2 separate regions of the Pan troglodytes genome follow, and region 1 is linked to region 2. Evidence: chromatin contacts called from public HiChIP or PLAC-seq data. All regions are on one chromosome and are shown on one strand. The core of a region is the stretch at or near the end of the contact, and the rest is flanking DNA. Distances in the headings are between cores, read along the strand shown. Region 1 holds the start of ANKRD49 (ankyrin repeat domain 49). Region 2 holds the start of VSTM5 (V-set and transmembrane domain containing 5).

Region 1 (5,700 bases), core at 2,746-5,245, 630 kb after region 2:
CTATTTCTATTTTTGGTACAACTATTCACCCAAACTCCACACACTTCAGAGTCACTGTCATCCCTTTGCCCTCATCCCCACCCCGCTACAACTAACCAAAGTACACAAATCCTCTTTTTGCAGTATCCCTTGCATTCATTTCCTCTTTTCCATCCCTAAGGTCAACACTTCAAAAAAAGCCTCTAACTGGTCTCCAATTCATGGTATTATACTCTGCTGCCAGAAGACTTTCTATTGAACTGGATACAAATTTCTCAATCTGATATTTGAAGTCCTCATTAATGTAGCTCAAACCCTTCCTTCTAGTCTCTCAGCAAGCTTGCTAACTATGACCTGCTGGTGAGCCAAATTGACTACAGGGCCCCTAACATACCTTATACTGTCTCATGGGTTTCCTCACTCCTGCTTCACATGGATGTACATTCTCTATGCTCCCCACTGGCCAAAAGTCTACCCTTCCTCCAAAGCCCAAGTTAAACACAACCTTCTTCATTAAACTCATCTTGCTATAATCTAAACGTGATTTTTTCTGCCTCTAAACTCAAAGGAAATGCTATTTACAATTTTCTTAGGGCTCCTATCACATACAACCTTGCATCTGTGGATTGTGGATATTTGTCTTTCACACCAGTTTTCTTCTACGTTATCTGAAAGCAGAAGCTTTGACAGTCACCTTACATTTCAAATAGACACTGCCACAGGATCCTGCATTCAGTAAACACCCCAAAAACATTTGTAAATTTTAACAGACTATTTACAAAAGTAGCTCCTACTTGAATTTAAGACACAAAGCATACAAAATCGGCTTTGAGCTTTCAGTATATCGATATTCAAGCAGGCAAGGTAAGCACCTGAGCATAAGCTCTAACTTTAGAAGGAAAAATAACTTGTTAACCAAGGGAATATGGTAGAAAGTGCACAAATACAAACCACACTCACTTCATTTTCCTGGGCAAGTCTTAAAATTTCATCGAGTGTTACAAACGTATCATTTCCTCTGACTGGATCTTTCTCCATAAATCCAAGATGAATATCTGTTGCAACTAATATTTTAAATGTGTTTTCATCATCACTATATTAAGAAAGAAGAAACATTTCAATATATTAATAATTCATTAAAGGATATTCAAACAAATTGAGACTTAAACTTATAAATAATAACAGTTATAGAGTAAAATCATTTTTTTAGCCTTAGAGTTCATCTGAAAATCTGAAGTATTCAACGTTATATATATTACAGTTTTCCTAACCACTAGTTCAATATAGAACAAATGTACATAAATCTTTACAAGGTTCTATAACTGCTTCAAAAATTTATAACCTTGTTATAACCAGTCTTACAAACTCATGTAACCCAGGCCCAAAAGTTTGCTTGTTTTCCTCAGATAAATAAACTTGTTATTTATCTGACTTCGTACTCTTCCAGGAAAATCGAAGTTAATTTAAAAAGCCTTCCTCTAAGTTTATGAGTCAATTTTATACTAATATGCAATAATTTACATTCAGGCCCTTGAAGACACTTGCATGACTCTACTCTCTACAGAGTTAGATTTCATTAATAAAGTTGGCCAACACAGAATTGTTTCAGTTTGAATTTGGTAATATTCAAAGGTATTTTAATGTGAAGTAGCAATGTAATAGTTATTAATACTCTTACACTAAATTTAATTGTATGGAATACTTTTATTTTTATGATCTCATCTCAACCCTCACAGATAAAGAGTCAGGCATTATTATCTCTGACAAATGAGAAGGCTAAACCCAGAGAAATTAACTGCTTTATCACATAACTAGTGACAGAAACGGGACTAAAACCCATGATGAAAACGCAGGCTATTTTCAATAAACCACAATGAATTTTTAAAAAATCTCTGTATATATCTCCAAAATTCAAATCTTTACAAACAAAAGATATTTCCACAAACGATTTCTCTTCAAAAACTTCAAAAATGATATGCACACAGTTCTCACTGATATATCCAAGAAGGTAGGTCAGAATACTTTTCAAATCATACTACTATATGTTTCTGTAGCAATTTATGAAGTATTTTCTCATGAATTCTCTCATTTAAGCCTCAAAATTAATCTGAAAAAGGTATAATTATTCCAATTATACCAATGGCAAAATTGAGGCAAGGCTCAGAGAACTGCTGACTTGCCCAAGGTCACACAGCTAGTAACGTCCAAGGACTTGAAACTAGGGTAAAAGACTCCAAGTCTAAAGTCTTTCCCACATAACTTTTTTTTTTACGATCTCGGCTCACTGCAACCTCCGCCTCCCGGGTTCAAATGATTCTCCTGCCTCAGCCTCCTGAGTAGCTGGGATTACAGGCATGCGCCACCACGTCTGGCTAATTTTGTATTTTTAGTAGAGACGGGGTTTCACCATGTTGGTCACGCTGGTCTCCAAATCCTGACCTCAGATGATCCCGCCAGCCTCGGGCTCCCGAGTTATGTGTAAAAGTGCACATAACTTTTACAGTCCTTTTATTTATTCCCATTCCATTCAAATTCATTTCCAGCTTATTTAATACTAGAGGAATTTACTCTAAAAATCTTAAACAGAACTGCATTGACTAATAAGAATTTGTCAGGAAAATTCAAGAATATTTATCACTTCAATAATTTAAGATGAAGCCTAAGAACATAAACAATACTATATCAATATATCAAATTACTGCAAGACTCCAATCTATAGCTGCATATTAGCTTCTAGTTAACAAACAGATAAATATTTAAAACATTCCAAATATCCTTTTTGATGACTAATATTTCTGTTGATAAGCAGGTTCCTTATTTACTGCTTATTAAATAAGTTTTCTTTTACTGTGATCACAGTTGACGAGCTTTAGAAACCCCAAATAACAAGGGATTCCAGAAGTCAGGTGCTTACAGTGCATCTGCAGTACTCATTTTTATGGTCAGTCAAGCTCCTCTGGGACCAGGTTCTTCTCCAAGAACCCCTGGGTCCTGTACTCAAATGTCAGAAAATGCACTCGATTCCAAATTCTAGAAATTCTAAAAACAAAATTACATCATAAAACACATTTTTTAAAAGCCTGCACGTATTTAACCAACATGATTTACGCTGCACAAGGTACAGACGTCTTAATTAGACTGGCAAATCTAGAAGTCTCATTTTCATCTAAGCACCCACTATACTTTTATTTTTTTAATGAACTGAGCATAGAAAATAATACATCTCCAGTGTACATCCTGTTTCCTAGTTTCACCAAGATGATTAAACTCCTATTTTCCTTTCCCGTGCTCTTATGGGAAATTAATGTATGCTAAATAAATGGGCAGAAAGGGTCACATACGGTTCTGGTTCAACACACAAACAACTCTAGATGTGCAGATATTTTTAAGTTGCACGCATAGGTTACTCTGGAGAACAGAGGCAATCCTGTATTTCCTATTCAAACCCCACGATTTTTTGTAAAGGACCTGGCTAGTTTGGAAAAGGGAACGGGCCCGCGTTTAAAGCGAGTGTAAATAAACAAACACGTGGTCTGCGGAGGAACACCTTTAGGCACCAGCAGGATGACTGAAAATAGCCAGGTTTGGGGAAGAGTGGCTGCCACCGCGAGACAACCCCCACCACATCTGGAGCTCCAGATTCCGTCGGGATTCCAAGCCTCAACACGCCCTCACCGCAGGGAACCTCGGAATCAGAACGCTGAGCCCGCCAGGACCCCTCCCCGGCCCACTCGGCCCGCTCTTTCCGAGGTTCCAGTTAACTCTGGGCTTCCGCCTGGGAACCTGCAGAAATAGGAGACGAATGCGATTCCTAAATTACCCCACTGCTGGACTCTTCAAAGCCCCACAATCGCGACCCAAGGCTGTCTTCTTTTCGGGAAGAAAGGGCAGGATCCGTGAAAAGAAAACAACACGGTCTGAACCTGCCTCTGAGAACCCGCAGGGCCGTAAACCTGAATTCCGCGGGAGAGAACGGCGTCCGTTTCTCTCGCGACACTTCATGGATAACGTAGACGCTTCAAGTCCAGTTCGGCTCTCATTGGCTACCGCACGCAGTGAGGGGGCGGGGAAAGTAGCGGCGAGGCCCCGCCCTCACGCAGGAGCCAATCCTGAGCAGGCTAGGAGACGAACCCGGAAGTGAGATGCAAGGCGGCGATTTTCCCTTCTGTCAGGTGGGTAGTTATTCCCTGTCCCGGACCTCGCTTTTTGATGGACCGGCGCCATCTAAGAACTCCTGAGCCCGTGGGGGTGGGTAGCCTGTGGACACAGGCCGAGCCCTGCAGGTCAGGCCGCGTCGTGGTCCCCAGGTAGGACCGAAGCCGCTTCTCCGCTCTTGGCTGTTTGGAAGGCCGCAGGCGGAGCTCGCGGGCCTGTGAGCTCCCGGCTGGTGGCAGAGTGCTGGAGCTGGATCCCCTCTCCCTCCCTCCCAGTCGCCAGACCCTCTACAGGTGTCGCCCCTAGGTCCTTGAGTTCAGCACATCTGCATTGCTTTGTGCTGAGAGCAGTAAGATGTATAGTGCAGCGAAAAATAATGTAGAACTTTTGAATTAGAACGTCTGCCCTTTCAGTTCCATTGAAGGGTCCTTGATCTAGGGCAAGTTGTTTTAATCTATCTGAACCTCCTTCACCAGTAAGGTTTATAGCCCCGCCTATCACTGAGTTGTTTGTAAGGAGTTGACATAGTTCGGATCTCTCTCAAAATAGGATATGCCCTTTAAGTTAGGAAACATACCCTGACATTCCTGATGGAATATCAGGAATATCATCATCAAGTCATCAGTTTTGTTTCTTAACTGTGAGTCGGGTAGATGCGCCTAGGCTTGGCTTTTTTAACTAAATATACCAGTAAAATTTTATACATAATTTTTTGTATCTGGATCTGTAAACTCAAAATTTATATAAGGGAGTTTTTATTGAAAGGAAAAGCATGTTGGGGGAGAGGGTAAGATCTATATTTGATATAATTACAAGTGAACTTTTATTTATTAGCATCTGTTAAGTGTTTAATGAATTGATGTATGGTCATTTTTGTGTTGCAAGGTTCAGGAATTAGTTTGAGAATCAAAGAAAAAGTGGAAGCTCCAGGAGAATTAATAAAACACAGAGCAATTCTGATTGGATATCTCTGATTCCAAGGGTGTCTCTGATTGGGTGACTGAAAAGCCGGATTGGCCTTAGGAATACTTTAGTAAAATTCTTACATTTTACAATAAAGTAACAGGTCCAGAAAAGTTACTGGACATGAGTAATACATTTAAACTTGAGTTTAGTGCTATTGCCACTAGTAATAAAGTCTAATACCACATTAAGATTGTATACTGTTAAACTTGTGAGATTAGGTACCAAGAAATCAGTATCTTGGGGCTATGCCTAACTCTGGAACTTCTCAGAATCCATTCCAGGCAAAATCAAGTGACAAGACTTTAATTAAATGTAATGCTACACATACTTCTTAATGCCTTCTATAGACAAGTAGGAGATAAATATAAGTTAAATGTGGTCCTTATCTTTAAGCTTATAATCTTTTAAGGGGCTAAAACAAGAACAAAGTTAGAGGTGAAATGTAGCACCAAAAAAAGTAGAAAGCAGAAAGCGATCTAAATGAGAGGATCAAGAAAGAATGAAAGAGATAACATCAGAGAAGAGCCTTGAAAGACTGATTATATTTCAACAAATAGAGTTGGGAGGCTGGTAATTCGTATTTGTAAATTATCTATTGGT
Region 2 (5,877 bases), core at 1,610-4,109:
AAGTCCTTGTCCTAGTCAGCTTGGGCTGCCGTAACAGATGACCATAGACTGATGTGGCTTAAACCACAGTTATTTCTCACAGTTCTGGAGAGGCTGGGAAGCTCAAGATCAAGGTGCCAGTTTTTGGTGAGGGCCTTCTTCCTGGCTTGCTAATATGCATTTTCTTGCTGTGTCCTCACACAGCTGGGAGGGAGAGCTCTGGTCTCTCTTCCTCTTCTTATAAGGACACTAATCCCATTATGGGATCCCACCTCATGACCTCATCTAAACCAAATCACCTCCCTAAATCCCCTTCTCCAAATACCATCACATTGGAGGTTAGGGCTTGAATATATGAATCTTGGGAGGACCCATACATTTGTAGGGGAAAGGTTTCAAAAGCAGGGTGTTTGGCATGCTTTATCTCAGACTTCAGGGTAAATAGTGAATATCAGAGGTTCTGGATGAAGCTTTTGACACAGGCAGAAGAGGTAGAGCATGCAGGGAACTGGTAGCAAGGAGGAGGCCTACTCTTCATCATTATGGCTGGCTCCAAAGCACAGGCTTCATTCAGGCAGGCACACATTCATTTAACGTCTTTTAAGGGCGCAGGCCCTGGCTAGCACTGGGCAAGTGCTAGGGCCCCTGAGTTGAAACAGAGTGCTTGCCCTCCTGGAGCTTACTGCTGTGCATGAGGCAGGTCTCAATGGAAAACTGCAAACTTTTACCTGGCCTCCAGGTTTTGCATGTGCCATTTTGTCTGGTACACCCTGCATTCCCTTTGTCCTGTCCCCCGAGCTGCTTCTACCCATTTGGCAGGTATGGGCGGGTGGGGCTGTTTTGGGGAAGTTTGCTCAAGTCTGGATTCTGAGACGCTAGGGCTTCCAGAACATGACACCTCTTGCCTCTCAAGGCTTGCCATTGCAAGGCTGCCCCTCTTGTTTGCATGTCTGTCTTCTCCATGACACCTAAGCTTCCTGAGAACAAAACTGTGAACCACCATATCCTAGGTACCCACTGTGGCCTGCTTCCTGCAGGGAGAGGGTACAGTCAATGAGTGAGTGAATGAATGAATTATACGCTATTGCAAATAGCTGGTCCCTGAGCATGAGGGGTATCTGAACAGATGTGTAAGTATGGTGATTAGAAACAAGTGATAAAGGTTTGAGAAATAATATAAAAAGCCACTGCAGTGACAAACACACCCATCCACCTGCTCGAGACTAACAACCAACTGTTTTCTTGATCCATAGCTGCCAGAGGAACATGCCTCTGTCTTACTGGGTTTCTGAGATTTGCAACCTCTCAAGCTGGGTTCTAGCCAGAGAGGTGTAAAAGCCAAAAATGTTAGATCGTTCAGTCACCTTGTATAAGTTAACATAATATTTTTTTTCTCTCTCTCCTTTTCTTTTTCTTTCGCTTTGGAGAAGGTCTCATTCTGTTGCCCAGGCTAGAGTGCAGTGGCACAATCAGGGCTCACTGAAGCCTCAATCTCCTGGGCTTAAGTGATCCTTTCACCTCAGCTCCCCCGCCGCCCACCCCAGTAGCTGGGCCTACAGGCACAGGCCACCACACCCAGCTAATTTTTTCATATTTTTACTACAGAGAGTTTGCCATGTTGCCCAGGCTGGTCTTGAACTCCTGGACTCAAGGGATCCGCTGGCCTCGGCCTCCCAAAATGCTGGGAATACAGGCGTGAGCCCCTGCGATCGGCTTATAACATTTCTGTGCCTCAGTTTCCTCACTTGTGAAACAGGAATAAGAGTAGTTTATTAGGGTTGCCCTAAGGACTAAATGAGAGGGGTCTTGTAAAGTCTGAGGGATGGTGAATGCATAAATGCTTAATAAGTGCTGGCTCTTACTACAGGGCCTCTCACCTCCAGCGGCCCTGCTCTGTCATTCTCTAAACCTCAGTTGGCCCATGTGTAAGATGGGAGTGCGAATGGTAATGATTAAATGAGAAAGTAAAACTGTGCTAGGATCTGTTGTTTGTGTCCAAGAGAGCCTGTGGGACTACGCTTCGCATCCAGGCTCACCAGGCTGGGGATTCCGGGTCCGGCCATCCAAAGCAAATCTACTCAGTGCGCTGGTCGCGAGGACCACCTCCAGCCTGGGGACTTCAGGCCACAACGCCCAACCCAAACCCCAGAACCGTTTTTCTCACGGGAGCAGGCTGCTGTGGGTTCGTCTGACTGATAAGGAGGCCTGATTATTATTCTCCTGGGAGATGACCAGGAAGGCCATGGAGGGGTCCCCACAGTAGGGGGCGGCGCATGGACTGCAATCTGGTTATTCCAGGAAAAAGAAATAAAAAATGTTGCAGAGGCGGCGGCCACAGGGCTGGGAGCCGGTTATCTCTGGGCCACCTTCCAGCTCTGATAACCATAGGCCGGGCTCGCCGGGTGGGGCGGGCGCCCCGAAGTGGGCCGGGGCGCCGCGGCCGGTAGCCTCTGCTTTGCCCAGCCCCTCCCGCTACGGTCGGGCGCCGGGTCTCCAGGCCGCGCCCAGCCCCACGAGGAAGCGGCGCGGTGCCTGCCAGCCGAGCTCACCGCGCGCCCTCAGCCGGACAAGGTGGGCGAGGGCCAGGGGGGCCGCTGCTAGACCCCGGGGCCCCGCCCGTGCCCCCCTACCCATTCCCGCTCCCCCAGCACCCGGGGCGTCCCCCGGAGCTTACTCTGCAGACAGCGGGCTGCGGCCAGGCAGAGGGCGAAGAGTCCTAGGGAGATGCCTCGGGTCTTCCTCCTCCCGCTGGGCAGAGGCCTCATGGGCGAGCCCGGGGCCTCGCGGGCCGGGGTGTGTGCTGGCCGCACCGCGCTGCAGCTCCTATGCGGCCTTCTCTCTTCCTCCGCCTCTGGCTGCCGCAGGTTCTTTAGGGCCAGATGCAGATGAGCTGGTTGTACTCTGGTTGAACCAGTTCCCAAGGATAGGGGGGGCGGGGGGGGGTGTTGCGGGGGAGAGAATTAATATGGGAAGGAATGGGAATGCACAGACTCAGAGGTAAATAATGGCAAATAATGAGCAGCCTCCTTCCGTTCACACCCATTTTACTGGTATTGATTCAAGGTTCGGCTGGATGCTAGGTGGCAGGAAGGAGGGAAAGTATTAGCTATTGCTTCAGGACAGAGCTAGTCATTGGCATCATGGGCAAAGGGAAGGCTTTTAGGAAAGTGAAATGACAGCCTGGAGTGAGAGGGATGAGGGGAGGGGGTGGGGAGACTCAGGCTGCCCTGATGGGAACCACTGCACAGTGATGATATCCATCCATCTATCCACCCATCTGTCCATCCATCCATCCCTCCATCCATCCAGGAAATGTTCACCAATCGCCTGCTTTATTTGCACAGAGCCTCGCACATGGCAGTCACTCAAATAAACCGGTGGAATGAAGCTAGGCACTGTGTTAAGTGCTGGGGATACAAGGATGTGGGCACCTGTTTAGAAATCCTAGCAAGGGGTGGGGGCTGCAAAAAATGAGCAACCGCTAGGCCGAGGCGGATCGGATCACGAGTTCAGGAGATCGAGACCATCCTGGCTAACACAGTGAAACCCCGTCTCTACTAAAAATACAAAAAAAAAAAAAAAAAAAAAAAAAAAAAAAAATTAAAGGGGCGTGGTGGTGGGTGCATGTAGTCCTAGCTGCTCGGGAGGCTGAGGCAGGAGAATGGCGTGAACCCGGGAGGCAGAGCTTGCAGTGAGCCGAGATTGCACCACTGCACTGCAGCCTGGGCGACAGAGGGAGACTCCGTCTCAAAAAAAAAAAAAAAAAAACAACCGCTGTACAGTGCATATGTCGCTAGGATCAGAGAGGCCCAGCATGCTCTGGGGGCTCAGAGCAAGTGTAATTAGTCTCCAGGAGAGGTCGATGGAGGGGTGGGGCAATCAGTTTTGGTCCAAACTAGTCATGAAATTATATTTCACTTTGTCAAAACTAGAATTTCTAGCCTCACTTGCCACAAGGGATAGCAGTGTGACCCAGTGCTGGCCAGTGATATTTAAGGGGAAGTCTTTTTGAGGTGTTTCTGGAAAAGTTTTTGCTTTCCTCATAAAAAGGACAGCTAAGGCTGGGACTTCCCCTCCCCCTTTCTTTCTGCCTTGAAAACATTTATTCTGTTCAGATCTGTGGCATGTGTCTTGCATCCATTAAGTTACATAAATGAATGCAAAAACCATCATGCTAAGTAAGGATGGTGGAGCAGGAAGATAGAAAGACCTAGAAGGGCCGGGTGTGATGGCTCACACCTGTGATCCCAGCACTTTGGGAGGCTGAGGCAGGTGGATTGCATGAGCCCAGGAGTTTGAGGCCAGCCTGGACAACATACTGAGACCCCATCTCTACAAAAAAATATAAAAATTAGCCTGGGCATGGTGGCCCACGTCTGTAGTACTAGCTACTTGGGAGGCTGAGGCAGGAAGATCACTTGAGCCCAGGAGGCAGAGGTTGTAGTAAGCCATGAATGTACCACTGCACTCCAGCCTGGGTGACAGAATGAGACCCTGTTTAAAAAAAAAGATAGGAAGGAAGACATAGAAGACTATCGTAATCCACTGTACTTTCCTATCTCCTTCTGGTTTCTAAAGGAGATTTCTTGCCAATTCCGATGTGTTCCTGGTGAGGCCGATACTAGTGTTACCCTGCTGACTGGCTTGGGGTGGGCTTGTCAACCATGCTGTCCATTTGAAGTACCCTCTCTGCCAACCAAAGTATTTGGTTCAAGGATGGGCAGACAGGGCCATCAGCATCTTCCCTGGAAATGTATGGCCACTGCTGGCATGCTAAAAATGGGATATGAACCTGGGGGTACTGGTGGACGATCTTGTCTGTCATGTGGAGAGGCCCTGGATTAAGAATGAAACCAAGATGAGACAAACTGAGCGGGGAACTGAGGAAAGGGATAAAGGCCTAACTACATGGGTTGGGCTCTGGGATTCTGCATGATTGGGTTTGCCATTTATCAGCAAATAAATGCCCTTTTTTGCCTCAGCAAATTTAAGTTGGATTTTTATGATATAAAATTGAGAATGCCCTGCTAAAGCAAGCAGTCTTCTTGACATTTTTCTGTTTTCTTTATTAGATGTAAAAGGCTTCAGGAATTACTTGCATTCATTTGTTTATCCATCAAACATCAAATCTGCCCCCATATCAGGCAATGTGCTAGGCACTGCAGCTCCAAAGATGAATAATAACTCATGATTCCTAGTCTCAAAATACTCACAAACTAGTGGAGACAAAATGATTCAAGTTGGGAAAGGCTTCCAGACACAGAGGTCTCTCCTGCTAAGGCTAAGTTGAGAGGAAACTGGCTGTTCTGCTTACTGCTGTGAACCCTGGAAATCTGAGACAGGTCTCAATTTAGAAAGTTTATTTTGCCAAGATTGAGGATGTGTGTCTGTGACACAGCCTCAGGAGGTCCTGAACACATGTGCCCAAGGTGGTCAGAGCACAGCTTGGTTTTAAACATTTTAGGGAGACATGAGATATCAATCAACATATGCAAGATGAACATTGGTTCTGCCTGGAGAGGCAGGTCAACTTGAAGCAAAGGTGGGAAGACTCGATGCAGGAAGGGGTGTTCCAGGTCATAGATGGCTAAGAGACAAATGGTTGCATTCTCTTGAGTTTCTGATGAGCCTCTTCAAAGGAGGTAATCAGATATGCATTTATCTCAGTGAGCAGAGAGATGAATTTGAATAGAATGGGAGGCAGGTTTGCCCTAAGCAGTTCCCAGTTTGACTTTTTCCTTTAATTTAGTGATTTGGGGGCCCCAAGAATTTTTTTCCTTTCACATTTCCCCCCTTTTCTTTTTAAAAAATTTTTTGAGAAAGCACGTTAGAAGAAACCAAGTCTCTGGGCTCAGATTTCATTGGATCTCTCGTGGCTTAGAATGGTTTATTCGTAGA

What was found. HiChIP or PLAC-seq counts read pairs in DNA pulled down with a chosen protein or histone mark.
Region 1: a contact with region 2 is called in an H3K4me3 HiChIP or PLAC-seq map of stem cell-derived excitatory neurons, with 8 times the contacts expected there. The contact joins the promoter of ANKRD49 here to the promoter of VSTM5 in region 2. A contact is called at or near these places in 3 of 7 Hi-C or Micro-C datasets (blood, induced pluripotent stem cells and stem cell-derived neural progenitor cells) and 1 of 1 datasets of contacts at active chromatin or transcription factors (stem cell-derived excitatory neurons).

Annotation. Positions count from the first base shown.
Region 1 is chr9:96,589,859-96,595,558 of NHGRI_mPanTro3-v2.0_pri, forward strand. ANKRD49 (ankyrin repeat domain 49) reads left to right here and starts at 3,996. Exons shown (of 3, transcript XM_001142795.7): 1 at 3,996-4,151. MRE11 (MRE11 homolog, double strand break repair nuclease) reads right to left here and starts at 3,990. Exons shown (of 20, transcript XM_016921830.4): 1 at 3,800-3,990; 2 at 2,894-3,018; 3 at 940-1,072. The coding sequence starts at 2,913.
Region 2 is chr9:95,965,833-95,971,709 of NHGRI_mPanTro3-v2.0_pri, forward strand. VSTM5 (V-set and transmembrane domain containing 5) reads right to left here and starts at 2,860. Exons shown (of 4, transcript XM_016921825.4): 1 at 2,654-2,860. The coding sequence starts at 2,744.